Linked DNA regions of Mus musculus: regions 1, 3 and 4 are each linked to region 2. A link is a contact called in public ChIA-PET and HiChIP or PLAC-seq data. All regions are on one chromosome and are shown on one strand. Each heading gives the region's core, a stretch centred on a gene start, on an enhancer-like site or on the middle of the called end of the contact. The rest is flanking DNA. Distances are from core to core; before and after follow the strand shown. Region 1 has its middle 3.3 kb from the start of Gm51961. Region 2 holds the start of Atp5mpl (ATP synthase membrane subunit 6.8PL). Region 3 holds the start of Mark3 (MAP/microtubule affinity regulating kinase 3). Region 4 has its middle 13 kb from the start of Snora28.

The links. ChIA-PET counts read pairs in DNA pulled down with a chosen protein or histone mark. HiChIP or PLAC-seq counts read pairs in DNA pulled down with a chosen protein or histone mark.
Region 1: a contact with region 2 is called in an RNA polymerase II ChIA-PET map of memory CD8 T cells, with 37 read pairs. The contact joins the enhancer-like site here to the promoter of Atp5mpl in region 2. A contact is called at or near these places in 8 of 39 promoter capture datasets (the 3T3-L1 cell line, embryonic stem cells, frontonasal cranial neural crest and 4 more), 1 of 484 Hi-C or Micro-C datasets (CD8 T cells), 4 of 115 datasets of contacts at active chromatin or transcription factors (acute myeloid leukemia, craniofacial prominence, memory CD8 T cells and 1 more) and 2 of 9 other capture datasets (adipose tissue and liver).
Region 3: a contact with region 2 is called in an H3K4me3 HiChIP or PLAC-seq map of embryonic stem cells, with 11 read pairs. The contact joins the promoter of Mark3 here to the promoter of Atp5mpl in region 2. A contact is called at or near these places in 3 of 39 promoter capture datasets (the C10 cell line, cranial neural crest and liver), 4 of 484 Hi-C or Micro-C datasets (CD4 T cells, CD8 T cells, hematopoietic stem and progenitor cells and 1 more), 4 of 115 datasets of contacts at active chromatin or transcription factors (effector CD8 T cells, embryonic stem cells, microglia and 1 more) and 3 of 9 other capture datasets (adipose tissue, liver and pancreatic islet).
Region 4: a FOXA1 HiChIP or PLAC-seq map of pancreatic cancer cells shows a contact between it and region 2. The contact joins the enhancer-like site here to the promoter of Atp5mpl in region 2. A contact is called at or near these places in 2 of 39 promoter capture datasets (the C10 cell line and liver), 1 of 484 Hi-C or Micro-C datasets (regulatory T cells), 2 of 115 datasets of contacts at active chromatin or transcription factors (microglia and pancreatic cancer cells) and 1 of 9 other capture datasets (liver).

What each region holds. Positions count from the first base shown.
Region 1 is chr12:111,689,735-111,693,230 of GRCm38.p6, forward strand. No RefSeq gene overlaps it. Among named protein-coding and RNA genes, the nearest start is that of Gm51961, 3.3 kb to the right of the region's middle. RefSeq lists an enhancer at 2,237-3,496. Within about 2 kb of position 2,022, at least 131 of the 459 cell types and tissues checked have an H3K27ac peak or open chromatin away from gene starts, as enhancers often do. A contact at or near this core is called in CD8 T cells, liver, memory CD8 T cells and 1 more, where this site is marked.
Region 2 is chr12:111,965,354-111,968,495 of GRCm38.p6, forward strand. It overlaps Atp5mpl (ATP synthase membrane subunit 6.8PL), which reads right to left and starts at 1,656. Exons shown (of 4, transcript NM_027360.3): 1 at 1,571-1,656.
Region 3 is chr12:111,572,893-111,576,364 of GRCm38.p6, forward strand. It overlaps Mark3 (MAP/microtubule affinity regulating kinase 3), which reads left to right and starts at 1,629. Exons shown (of 18, transcript NM_001370744.1): 1 at 1,629-2,209. The coding sequence starts at 2,159. 2810029C07Rik (RIKEN cDNA 2810029C07 gene) reads right to left here and starts at 1,510. Exons shown (of 2, transcript NR_045295.1): 1 at 981-1,510; 2 at 1-848.
Region 4 is chr12:111,551,792-111,555,155 of GRCm38.p6, forward strand. No RefSeq gene overlaps it. Among named protein-coding and RNA genes, the nearest start is that of Snora28, 13 kb to the left of the region's middle. Within about 2 kb of position 1,545, at least 21 of the 459 cell types and tissues checked have an H3K27ac peak or open chromatin away from gene starts, as enhancers often do. A contact at or near this core is called in pancreatic cancer cells, where this site is marked.

The DNA of each region.
Region 1 (3,496 bases), core at 772-3,271, 280 kb before region 2:
ACAGGGTGAATCTCACGCCAGGCAGCAGGAAAAGCCACAGCCTCGTTCACTGTTGGCATGAAGCATCCACCGAAGTACTCACATGTCCCACCCAGAAACCCTCTGCCAGGCCCAGGAACCCACACCAGCTCTACTAACTAACCATCAGAAGGCTTAAGCCTGGCAGCCTCTGTGGAAAGACCTGGAATTCCTCAAACGAGCTTTCCTAGTCTGTGTTTCTCCAGACAGTAAGCAGTTATTAACTTATGAGAGACCCATTGCTCCTGAGGCTGTTGTCACTCAGAACTGCTTGGTCGTTCAGTCTGGAGAGAAGCACCTTGGAGCCCCTCAGACACTTCTCAGGATTGCTATCTGCTGCTGGCTCCATCTTGCAAAGGCACTGGGGACCCTGTAGAGAGCCTGCATGCTCTGCCATGCAAGGACCTCATAGTCCCAAGGTGAACAAACCAGCTGGTCTTTTGCTTGGGTTTTTGAGACAGAGCCTTAGCCAGAGACGTGTTGGTGCACACCTTTAAACTCAGCACCCAGGAGGCAGACACGGATGGATTCAAGGCCAGCCTAGTCTACAGAGTTCCAGGATAGCCATGGAGAAAACTTTGTCTCAAAAAAGTCAAACCTAGAGGGGTCTGGTATATCTCAGACCCTCAGGACTCTGCCTCCCAAATAATATTCTCCACCATGTTGTGTCCACGTGCTTTCTTTCATAAGGCATCTACCGGGAAACTTGAAATTAATTGTTTTGTTTTGTTTTGCCTCTGCCTCCTAATCGCTGGGATTAAAGGTGTGCGCCACAGCTGCCACCGCCGCTGCCCAACCTGAAGTAGATTGATTCCTGAGTGTTGAAAGCCAACTTTCTCAGGGTGCTTATGGTGTTTGTGGGAGGATATAGTGGCTGAGGGTTGCCTCAGAATAACCTGGGTGCAGGGTGACATGGGGGTTGGTAGAGACATAGCAAGCCAGGCCCTGACCTGATGCTGGGCAGGTCTGGGAAGGCAAGAGCAGCTCCTTAGGCGCTTCCCTCCCCTGTGGCTCCTGTGTGGTAATCACTCCCAGCAATCCCTGCTCCAAGCCTCACTCTCATCAGGAGTCCCTCTAGTTGGTGAACTCCAGGATCTCCAGTCCTTCATCACTGGGACCACAGCAAAGCTTGGGGTGGCCCTGTCCCCAGCACAGGTCACCATGTTCATCCATCTTCCTCTCCTCCAAGTAAGTCAGGATCAAACATCAAAGCATCCTAGCCTTGCAGAGTAGAGCCTGCAGAAGGGACCTGGAGCTACCCTTCACCCACATTGGCCTCTCTGGTCAATGCTGGAGGCTCTGGTCCCTCTTAGAACCTCTGTGGCCCATCTGCCAACTTCAGGTCTGGTCTGTCCCTCCTGAAAGAATGTGTTTATGTGGGGGGGCTCCCTATGGAGACTAGACTGGCTGGAACCTACAGTCTTCTCTGCCTCTGAGCACTGAATGCAGGCAAGAGCTGTGCCCTGCCAGAAGCCCACTTTCTGCATTCTGATTTGTGCACTGGGGAACTCTCCCATCCCCTGCCTTTCTCTGAGCATCCTGACCAGCCCGTGTACCTGTCAGACTAATTTGGCACTTGGCAGTCTCTCTCAACCCCACTTTAAGGCATCTATGCAGCCACATCCTGTTTCAGTGTTGTGTTTGCCCAGAGTGAGGGTGTCAATGGGGTCACGGGGAAGCAGGAATGTGGTGAGATTTCTGAAGACTGTGTGCAGTTACCACAGGAAGTAGTACTGTGCAAGGAGCCAACCCCTGGTGGGAAGCAAGGGCCTGGCAGCCTGCTGGGTCAGCCTCTTGTCACACTGATCACTGGCCACTCTGAGCTACAGCACACACACACACACACACACACACACACACACACACACACACACACACACACACACGGGGTAAATAAGCATCCTCCCCCAATCTGGCTTCTTCAGAAAGCCTGGGCCTGCTGAGGTCCTGGCCTTGCTGAGGAATGCAGGCACCCATTGTGGGTGGTAGGGCCAGCTGTGGGGTGGAGACAGTGGGGGCGACAGAGGCTCGTTGCTAAGTTACAGGAGCAGTGGACATTCAGGGCACTAGGCAACAAGGAAGGGGACGGACATTTGGGGAGGGAGATGGAGCACCAGTGTCTCCTTGTCCCTGCCTTCCTGCTTCTGCTATGGATTCTGCAGGAAATCAGGCAACTGGCTGTGGGCCCTTCAATGCTAAATGTGGCCACTGGCCAGCCCCTCACCAGGACTCTTGCAGCCTGTCTGGGGGTGACCAACTTGCCCTACCCACTACCTCGACTTCTGCCTTTGTGTCTAGCCACTCTGGACTTTCTCGTGCACTCCTGCGTCTGCACCCTCAGAGAGGGGAGCATGGAGGACACCCTGAGTCCAGGATCTGACCTGTGTGTGGGCCCATGCCTCCATCAGGCCTTCCACAGGGGCTCCCTGTTGTGCATGGTTATCCTTTTTTTGTTTTGGTTTGGTTTGGTTTTGGGTTTTTTTGAGACAGGTTTTCTCTGTATAGATCTGGCTGTCTTGGAACTCACTTTGTAGACCAGGCTGGCCTTAAACTCAGAAATCTGCCTGCCTCTGCCTCCCGAGTGCTGGGATTAAAGGCGTACGCCACTACGCCAGGCTGTGCATGGTTATCCTTAGAAACAAGCAACCGCCACACCCTGCACCCTGCAAAATGACTGCCCCAGCTGGGATTGTTGACTGTTACTCCTGGAAGGGCAGCGAGAATCAGGAGCCCCTTATCTGAGTAGCCATCTGCCTTAATTGGCCTCAGGAGCGGCTTTAGTATATAGATCAGGGACGCGGGAGAGGGCCTCCTTGCTCCTGCTGGGAAAGGCTTTCCAGTTACACCCTGTTGGGAGAGGAGCGCTCACATCCCTGTAAGGGGCCCTCACCCGTGTTCTGTAAGGAAGCCGATAAACTTCGTGGTTCCCTAGAGTGAACTTTGGCAGAGTCGTGGCGTGATTTGTCTGTCATTAGGACCGAAAGAGAAGGGGACGATGTTGAGTCTCTCCTCGGGAAGGAATTTCAGCAACAGCCCTACCTGACTGAGCCCAGAAGCCCAGACCAAGGCAGCCCCAATACTCCTGGCTCCTGCTGGCTCCTGCCTGAGACAAAGGTGTAGGGCGCTGTTATGGTCTGTGCCTCACCTCATCCTGTGGCTGTCTGGCTGTCATCCCTGCCTATGGCAGTTTCTGAGTTTCTAGGTCTGGTCACCAGACCTTTACCATGGAAGCTCCACCAAGACCCTGCAAGGCCCCAGCCCACAAAACACACACCCTCAGAGCTACCAGGCTCTGCCCTGGGATATCAGGTCTCAAAGTCCCCCGCCCCCTCATCCTGTCTCTTTAGAAAGTGCCTGCATGTTCCATCTGGGGCTGGGGTGTAATGGGCACCCAATGCATGTACCGTAGCGCCTGGCGGGCTCTATCCATTGAAGTGTATTCTGGGGGACACCCCTTCCCTGATATATGTGAACAGCT
Region 2 (3,142 bases), core at 406-2,905:
TGGTGCACAGTGAGCACTCAGGAAATGATCAAATCAATAGCAAGGAATTGCTACAAAAACCCAATAGAAAGCAGCAAGTCCCAGGCCACTGGGATTCTAAGAAAGTACTTAAAGAGGTTTCATCTCATAGGCTGTGCAGAAGTGTTGAGCTGTATCAAGACTGGTATGATATCAGCGATTGACTTTAATCCTAGCATTTGGAAGGTAGAGGCAGGGGGATCTTTCTCAATTCAAGGCCAGCCTGGTTTATCTACAAACGGAGTTCCAGGATGGTCAGGGCACAGAGAAAACTTGTCTTGACCTCCCACACCCTGAAAAAGAATGTGGTGTCACAGGAGGGTCTGGAAGGAAAAGGTAAACAGAGGATGTGGAGGGACTTCAGTGGTCTTGGTGTTCTCCTCAGCATCGAGGCATCCTGGCACTGTGTCCTTATTCTAAACTGCCATGAGTCCCGACACAGTGAAGGCCTGCTATCCAGTACATTTACACCCCACCCCCACCCCTTTGTCTCTTGCTCCTGGACTTCCATTTTGGTCAGTTTGGTTGTATTTGACTACACAAGTGACATGTTCCCTGTACTCAGTGTGGCCTCTACTCTTCCCACCTAAGTTTCTCTGGCTAACCATATTTCCCAGTTGTTAGTTTTACAATACCAGATTCAATAAAAGATCATCCTACTCGAAGGTCAAATGGCTGTCTACTGAGACTGCCTATGCCTGCAGAGTTTGTGAAAGTGACAGTAACAGCAAGCTATTACCTGGCAGCACACTGTAAAGAGGGGAACATGTCTGAGGTTTATAATGTGGTTTCATACATTTTCAAACATCGGCCTTGCCAAAACCTAACTTGGAAGAAACCTGTGGAATAATGGAAAGAAGGCACTGGCTTTGAAGTGATGTTTCTTGGCACGGATTTTTAGCTGCATCCCTCCCTGAGTAACTTGAGTAGGTAACAAGATGCTCACAGTTGATGGTGGCATGCCCCTTTGCCAGAGCCTATAGTTACACAGGTTCATCCAAGTGTCAGCACAAGGACACAGTCCATGCTGAGTGGACCTCCACTAGAATCTAGCTCCTGGACAACTTCTGTGAGGATGATACTAGGGCCCCTGGCCCTCCAAGTCTTGAGGAGTAATCCCTCTTTCGCATAGAAATTGATGTCTGAGCAAAGTCTTATCTGTCCAAGGGACTGACAACCACCCCTCCCCTCATACAATCAGGAAGACTAACTCCAGAAACACCTTCGCAGTGTGGAGGACTGAACGCCGTGCACATCCCTGCCCTCGGCGTGATGGAGTCCCGGACACTCTTGGGGGACTCTTGGGGATCTGGAGGACTGACCCCGGACACCCCCGCAGTCTGGATGACTCAGCCGGGCACTCTCTCCGTCACAGTCGCGGGGAACCCGGTGGACCCTCCCTGTAGTAGGCGGCGCAGGGGCTGACCCAAGGTCAGCGTGTATCGCAGAGTCCTTCGCCCGCGATCTACCTGGGCCCCACCGCACCCGGTCCCGGACCCTCCTTAGTCCCCCGGGTTGGGAACACAGCAAAAAGCCCAGGTTCCGCTCTTACCTCCGCGGGACCAAGACCACAGGCAACACCAAATTCTGCTACAGAATGGGAAAGGTCACAGAGCACGCAGGCGCCGCGCAGGGCCTGCTGGGAAAGCGGAAGGAGCGGAGACACCAGACGCCGGCTGCCCGGCCTTCCGCGCCTGCGCACCACAGCGCCCCCAGTGGTCGCCCGGGTGTTACAAGCTTCGGAAGGGATTAGTCCAAACCAGGAGGAGCTGGGAGAAGCCTACTGTGTTTCTAGGTGTCATAAAACTGACCAGATTTCCCAGGGTTTGTGGGTTTCCAGGAACAGAGGACTTTCAGTGCTGAAACCAGGACAGTAGATAATCCGGACAAATTGTCCTTAAGTAAATAAGTAAATAAAGCCCCTTTTACATGGTTTATGGCTTTAATCCTAGCCCTCAGGAGGCAGAAGCAGCAGGATAAATGTGACTTTCAGGCCAGCCTGAAAACCTAAACCAAAATTCGCGTGTGTTGGTGCATACCTTTAGTCCCAGCACTCAGGAGGCAGAGGCAGGAAGATCGCTGAGAGTTCAAGCCTAGTCTATTTTTTTTAGTGAGTTCCAGGACAGCCAGAGCTACACAGTGAGAACCTGTCTAAAAAAAAAGAAAAAACAAAAACAAAAACAACCAATCAGACCAAAGGCCAGACATAGTGGCTCGGGTCTTTCATCCCAGCGTTTAAGGGGCAGAGGCACAGGGTGGAGGGTGGAGCGTGGGGCTGTGGGTCTATTGAGTTTGATAGCCTGGGCTACTTAGTGAGACTCTCACACTCCCTCCTCCTCCCCTCTCCCCTCCAACAAACAATAAGAGCAAAGGAAATAAAGCAACAGTGACAAGGGGAAACCCTCTTTACTTGAATTTTTTTTTTTTTTGAGATAGGTCTTTCTGTAACTTGTTATGTAGCCCAGGCTGGCCTCACACTCAGGGATTTGCCTGCCTCTGCCTCCTGTCTTCTTGGATTAAAGGCCTGCACCACTATGCCAGGCTTTTGGCATTTCTTGCCATTTCCCCCTGTATTGCTACAAAAATTTTTGCTCTAATATTTGATTAAGCAGCCATGCTGTGCATAGTAATTATCATTAAAATTGTTGTAAAGCGTTGCAGAGACTTCTGCAGGAACGCTAGGGACTGGACCTAAGGTTTTATGTTTTAAATAAGCATGCTAGCTGGGTGTGTCGTGATATAATCCTAGCACTTGGACAGTAGAGGAAGATGATTAGGGTTTTAAGAGCATCCTGAAACCCTGGTTTGGTTTTTAGAAAACAAAACCAAAACAAATGAACAAAAATTGTTATTGCTTTTTTTTTTAGTTTTTTTTTAAGTTTTTTTTTTTATGTGTATGAGTGTTTTGCTCACATCTATGTCTGTGTACCAAGTATGTGCCTGTTCGCTCTCAGAAGTTAGAAGGCATTGGATACCCTGTAACCAGCATTATGGATGTTTGTGTTCTATCACACTGGTGCTGGGATTTGAACCTGGGTCCTTTGGAAGAGCAACAAATGCCCTGAGTCACTAAGGCATCTCTTCAGCCTCAGACTTCTGTTTAAGAAATGACTGACATCTGAAC
Region 3 (3,472 bases), core at 379-2,878, 390 kb before region 2:
TCTGACAGGCCCTAGGCATCACTCTGTCTCTTCAGCTATCATTCCATCTTCAGAGTAAGTATGCCTTCTGTAAGTCTCCCCTTAGACCCACGAGTGGGATAGGATGCCCTCGGTTGGTCTCTTAGCTGTGGAGCACGTGTCCACTCATCACAACCTACATTTCAGTTGAACTGTGTGGAGCAAACATTTGATTCAGAGGCTTTCCTCTGCAGTCCTCTGCTTAACCAAAAAGGGAGAAAGAGAATAACATTTAATAACCCATCTGGTGCCCCGAGCACACCCCTAAGAGGGTGAGATAGGAGCTCTGAGTGCGTCTTGGCCCCGGCTTGTTTTGTCTTGGGACCCTCTGGCCTCTCTGGATGTGATGCTGGTGTTTGAAGATCTGTTGTTTCACAAAGCAGGATACACCAGGATATCGGGGTGTTGGGGGGGCAGAACCAAAGCAAGCAAACAAAACATAAGAAGGAAAGAAAGCAAAGTTTAGTCACTCACAAGTTTAGCCATTTCTAAAGCTGTAGGAATGGGGTTCAGATCCTTCTATAACCAACACCACCGATGGCCTGGGTAAAGTAACCAACTTACCCAGACTTTAGGTCACGTGCTGTGCCTGAGCATCTTATGCGGCTACACTGAGGCTTAATGAATAACCGGCACAAGGTGGACTATTAGTAACAGTTTGTCTTACCCCGGCTCACATAGCCCTCCCTCCTCTACCAATGGATTCTCTCCTTAGAAGACATAAAGAGGTGACACGCTGAGCAGGCCTTCTAGAAGAGGCAGCATATTCAGAGTTCCACCTGCAGGTCACTCCCTGGTCCAAGCCTGTAGCAATATCGCTCTTCAGAAGACTGAAGTAAGAGAGGGAGAGGCGAGAGAGGAGGAAGGAGAAAGGGACAGAGGGGAAAAGTGAGGGATAGAGGGAGTGAGAGAACGAAAGGGAGAGGAAGAGACAGAGAAATATTGATTATATAAGCCCCTACCGGCATTTAGGATCTGATCCTGGGGGCGTCTACGTGATCTCATCGAGTCCCTCTTCCCAGCTTTTTGTGCTACCTTGTTATTTTATACTTCACTCTTTCATCCGAATGGGTATTCAATTGAGCCGGCTCCGATAACCAGTGGCTCCTTAGTCAGAGGCAAAAAAGTTCTTTGGCTGGATGCTAGATGCCTCGGTTACGAAGCAGGAGCCTGGCTCCTTCCTCTTCAGCTAGACCAGTGACTGCTGCTTCGCTGCTGGAGCTCCATCCTTTGCAGCGTGGCCGCGGGAAAGAAAAGTCAATTTTTGCAAACAGTAGGCTCTTCATGTGTAGTATAATCCAGACAGCCTAGATCTGTACTCTGCAAATGCCAGCCCAGCAGTCGGGCACAGGATGCCCTCTAGGGAAGTGGTCCGGAGGGGTCAGGGATGCCCAGGCAATCTGGACCATTGGAACTCTCCGCCCGCTAGAGAGGAGACCAAGCAAGACCTTTCCGACGGCACCACCCCCTCAGACCCAACAGGACGAGTCGCCCCTAGCAACAGCAGCCGGCAGCTAGCTCCGACCGCGCTGATTGGCGGAACTCCAGGCGGCCGTAGCGTCACTTCCGGCAGCCGGAGGCAGCGGAGGAAGCCGAGGCGCGGCCATCTTGAGTCTGTAAGGCTCCTGAGGTGCCGGGAGCGGCGGTGGCAGCCGGCAGGGCGAGGCCGGGCGGAAAGCGAGCCGGAGAAGGGAAAGCAGCCGGGCGTGGGCGCCTCCTCCGCGGCTCCCTCCATGGTCGGCGCCTGCAGGCCGCGGCGGCCTGTCTTGCGCTCCATCTCCGCTCCATCCTCCTGCGCTGCTGCCTCTTCAGGGGCTGCCGGCCGCGCCGTGTCGAGCCCCCGGGGCTGAGCTCCGCGGCGCTGCGGCTGCGAGCGGCGAGGAGGCGCGGGGCCCGCGAGGCCCGTGAGGTGCCCTGAGGCTTGCGGCGGCGGCCAGCCGGCCCGCTTCCAGTGCGGCCGCCGGCGCTGGGGGAGAATGAGCCCCGGGGCCCGCGGGCGCACGGCCCGGGCCAGGCCGGAGATCTAGACTCCGGCCAGGGAGGGCAGGGCCCGGAGGCTCGCGGCCGCTGCTCGCCGGCCGCCCAAAGCTGGGCGGTTTTGTTTTCGCCTTGGCGTTGTGCGGAATCAAAGCGCAATAAGATGTCCACTAGGACCCCTTTGCCAACGGTGAATGAACGAGACACTGAAAACGTGAGTGGACTGCGCTGCAGGGTGGCAGACCCTCAGGGTGGTAGCAGGGGGATCCAGCCCAGATGCTCCAGGCAGGGGTCAAGGCGCAGCCCTGTCCTGCGGCGCGCGTGCGGCCTGCGCGCTGTCCTTACGGTCGGCTGAGCATTACCCGTCCGTGCGCTGCTGCGGCCAGTGCGCGGTTGAACACAACTCTCCTCTTAACGTCGGGCAGGGTCTGAGCCTGCCAGTCAGACCTAGGTGCAGATTAATAGGATCCAATCGGGTCGAGCGGAGCGCCCTTTAAAAGGGGACTAAGTTTAATGACAACTGCCAAAACTAAGTGCCCCGTGGAGAGATCCTTGTGGGCCCCCGTAGTTCCCGCACTCACAAGAGTAGTTCTCTGCTCCAGAGCCGCTGCCTTTATCAAGGAGTAGCTTCCCGTCCTTGGCAAAGCTAAATCTGTTCGGAAGCAGCGGGCTGAGTGTTTTGAGAAGCAGATGTGAAGCTCTGCTCTGTTCTGCTGCCCGGCCGAGGGACACCCACTGGGTTGCCTTTTCCTTCCGCTGCAAAAGGTTGGCTTGGAGTAGCTCTCAGGCCCGGTCCAGTGTGCACACCCAGCAAATCTATGTAAAAGGATTTTGTTGGAAAGGACCTGCAGAACCAAACCAAACCACAGCCTGGAGCAGCATTGCTAGGGAGTGACAAACGTGTAGTAGAAGTTCTACTGAAGAAATGTTTGACCTGCCCAAGTGTTTTTTGAACTCTTCTTCCGCATCGGATTCCAAAGTGTTCCAGCCTAGCTTTGTCCTCTGTAAAGCATTTAGTAAATAACTTGTAAAGAAACTTCACTGGCCTTTCATTATGCGGAGCTATGAGGTAACTGCTGGCAAGAAAATGCAGTCTCTTTGGAAAAGCTTTCATGCTTCGGGTGTTTTCATGCTTTGAAAACCATCCTTAGACATGGTGACCTAGTGGTATCAAATGCCTTCATTTTAATCTTCAAAATGACACTTGTGCTTGATAGCTATTAGGTAATTTAATCTATTTGGTCTAAGTCATCTCTGTGGTGTGTTACTATACAGTTGTATATGTTCTTCCCCCTGAGATAGATAGAAGATTTCCTAACTGGGAGAGCTTAGACTAGACCTTTTCCCTCCTCTTCCTTCCTCACCCTTCTCCCCTTCTTTCTCTTTTTTTTCTCTTCCTCACTTCTTTGTTCCACAGTTCTTGCTGTGTTGCTTGGGCTGTCTAAGGGAGCCTCTGCCTCAGTTTCCCCACAGCAGA
Region 4 (3,364 bases), core at 295-2,794, 410 kb before region 2:
CAGGAACTTGGTACTGGCATGGGCACCATAGTGTGACTTCCTTATAAACAAAACAAAATTAAAAAATAAAGTAAAAATAAAACACAAAGCTGCGCAGGGCAGCGTGGCACACACATTTAATTCTAGTACTTGGGAGGCAGAGGCAAGTGGATTTCTGTGACTTTGAGACCAGCGTGGTCTACACATAATGAGTTCCAGGACAGCCAGAGTTACTTAGTAAGACTGTCTCAAACAAACAAAACCCACAGAAATTTAAAAGCTAAGTGAGGCATGGTCACATACATTTTAGTTCTAACACTAGAAGGTAGAGGCAGGCAGATCTCTGAGTTCAGGGCCAACCTGGTCTACATAGAGAGTTCCTGTCTGTCTTCTGCTGGGGTGCCCAAGCAGTACTGACAAGCTGCTCAGGAGAGGCAGAACACAGTCCATGATGGGGATCCTCATTCAGTGTTTCCAGTTGGGAAGGAGGGAAAGTGGGAGGATCAAGGTTTAAACTTCCCCTTAGGGCAAATACAAGCCAAGCAGGAAGGGAATGGCTGAGCCTGGGACGGGACAGGACAGGACGGGACGGGGGTGGGGGGTTGGGGGGGGCAGAACCTGGTTTTTGAGTGAGTGCCAAGAGTACTTGGGGCAGGAAGAGAAAAGGCCTCCTCTAGGAGATTTGCGGGAAGTGATCCATGAAGAAGAGACGGACCTTGTGGTCCAAACTTTTATTTGATGGCGGATGTGAATGCATACACCTTCCTGAGGGTGAACCAGGGATTACATACATTTTGTGGGAAGGGATGCCCAGGACGGGAAGCTCATTGGCTGAACACTGGACCTATTGGCTACCTCATTAGCATGGAGAACTCCAGGTTTTTATACTATGGCGACTGATTGCCACCGGCCTCTCACTGGATTGTCTTGGTTACATGTTCCAGATCAGGTAGTTTGGCAGGGATCTGGCTCCACTCCTGCCATTCTCAATTCTGAGATTCCCTGGAATCTGAGCCTGCTCAACTTACCAGTTCTTCTGTCTGGTGGCACGGTCCACTTGCTCCACAAGTTCCAGGCCAGCCAGGGATATGTAATGAGATTCTATCTTTAAAAAAGTTCAAAAATTAATAATAATAATAAAAAGCAGTTTTCAGCTCGTTAATTTGGTTTAACAGTACAGAAGGATCTCTTCCCTGCTCTGTGTTTCATTTGTTTTATTTTTAATTTTTATTTTGTTTGGGAACTGAAGAATATTAAGAAAATCTGGCTTTATTTATAATGCCAGTGTGTGAATGGAAAGGAAAGTGATAACTTACTTGTTTGGTTTTTCAAGACGAGGTTTCTCTCTGTGTAGCCCTGGCTATCTTGGAACTCATTCTGTAGACCAGGCAGGCCTCAGATTCACAGAGATCCCCTGCCTCTGCCTACTGAGTGCTGGGATTAAAGGTATGAGCCATCACCGTCTGTCAGGAAGTGGTATTGTAAAGGCATTACACAGTTATGAGTGTCCTTCTGTGATGGTTAGTCTCTGTCAACCAGATTTAGAAGCACATAGGAGACACATCTCTGAACATGTCTGTGCGAGCATTTCTAGGGAAGTTTTAATTGTGGCAGGAAGGCCCACCCTGACTGTGCATCTGCCGACTGCTGGTCCTTCACACACACTCATACTCACATGCACACACACACCCATACACACATCTACATGTAATTCAAATAAATATAAATCTTAGAAAATTCCTTAGCTGGGCGTGGTAGCACACACCTTTAATAGCAGCACTTGGGGGCAGAGGCAGACAGATCTCAGTGAGTTAGAGGCCAAGCTGGTTTACATAGCAAAGTCCAGGACAGCCAAGGCTATGTAGAAAGACCCTGTTTCAAAAACAAAACAAAACAAAAACAAATTCTTTAAAACCAGGAGTGGTAGCACACACCAGGAATTCCAGCACCTGGAAGACAGAGAGGCGAGGCAGGAGAGTCTCTGAGTTTGAGGCCAGCCTGGTCTACAGAGTGAATTCCAGGACACCCAAAGATACACAGAGAGCCCTGACTGGTGTGTGTGTGTGTGTGGGGGGGGAATCCAGCTTCATTAAGATCATAGGAGACAGGCTGGAGAGATGGCTCAGCGGTTAAGAGCACTGACTGCTCTTCTGAAGGTCTTGAGTTCAAATCCCAGCAACCACATGGTGGCTCACAACCACCCGTAATGAGATCTGATGCCCTCTTCTGGAGTGTCTGAAGACAGCTACAGTGTACTTATGAATAACAATAAATAAATCTTTTTTAAAAAGACAGCTACAGTGTACTTATGTATAATAAATAAATAGATCTATCCTTTTTTTTGGCGTAAATAAATCTATCTTTAAAAAGATGGGAGACTTGCATGTGGTGTGCTGATGTGAACCCCTTTAAGTAGTGCATCCTGGTATCATGTGGTCCACCATCCCTGACACACGATGCCATCACTAGGGAACATTGTTCACTCATGTCTCACAAGGACACATGAGGAGCTAACTCCAAACCCCACACTTTTCTCTCAACGTGGTCATTATCCTCAGCCCATCTATTGGTTACTTTCACAAGCTTAAACATAGTGTTTGCAGTTTCATTAATTAGGCTTCTGTCCATAAGAACACCCTTGACTGCCCGGAGGGAAGATGAGTCTGTTTATTTCTCTAACTTGGCTTTCCGGCTCCCAGCTTAAGTCATCTTTATGGCTCCTTTTACATTGTCAACACTGAAGTAATTCTAATCCATCTACAATTACAATAAAGCGTTCTGAGTTTTATAGATTGAGTCAAAAGGTGAAGATCTGTCAGCCCTGTTTGTGTGTGTGTGTGGTATGTATATGACTGTATGAGTGTTTTTCCCTGTATGGTATACATACATGTGTGTCTGTAGTATGTTTCTCTCTGTATGTTTGTGTGTGGTGTATGTCTCTCTGTGTGTTGTGTACATGGATCTTTCTGTGTGTATATATGTATATATGTGTTCTCTCTCTCTCTCTCTCTCTCTCTCTCTCTCTCTCTCTCTCTCTCTCTGTGGTGTGTGTGTGTGTGCACATGTGAGCACAGAGGCCAGGGGTCAGCAATGATGTCTACCATAATCACTGCCAACTTTCTTTCCTTTTTTAATTTTTTAAAATATTTATTATGTTAAAGTACACTGTAGCTATCTTCAGACACTCCAGAAGAGAGCATCAGATTTTGTTACAAATGGTTGTTAGCCACCATGTGGTTGCTGGGATTTGAACTCAGGACCTTTGGGAAAGCAGTCAGTGCTCTTAACCACTGAGCCATCTCTCCAACCCCACCAACTACAACTCTCTTCTCTCTCTCTCTCTCTCTCTCTCTCTCTCTCTCTCTCTCTCTCTCTCTCTCTCTCT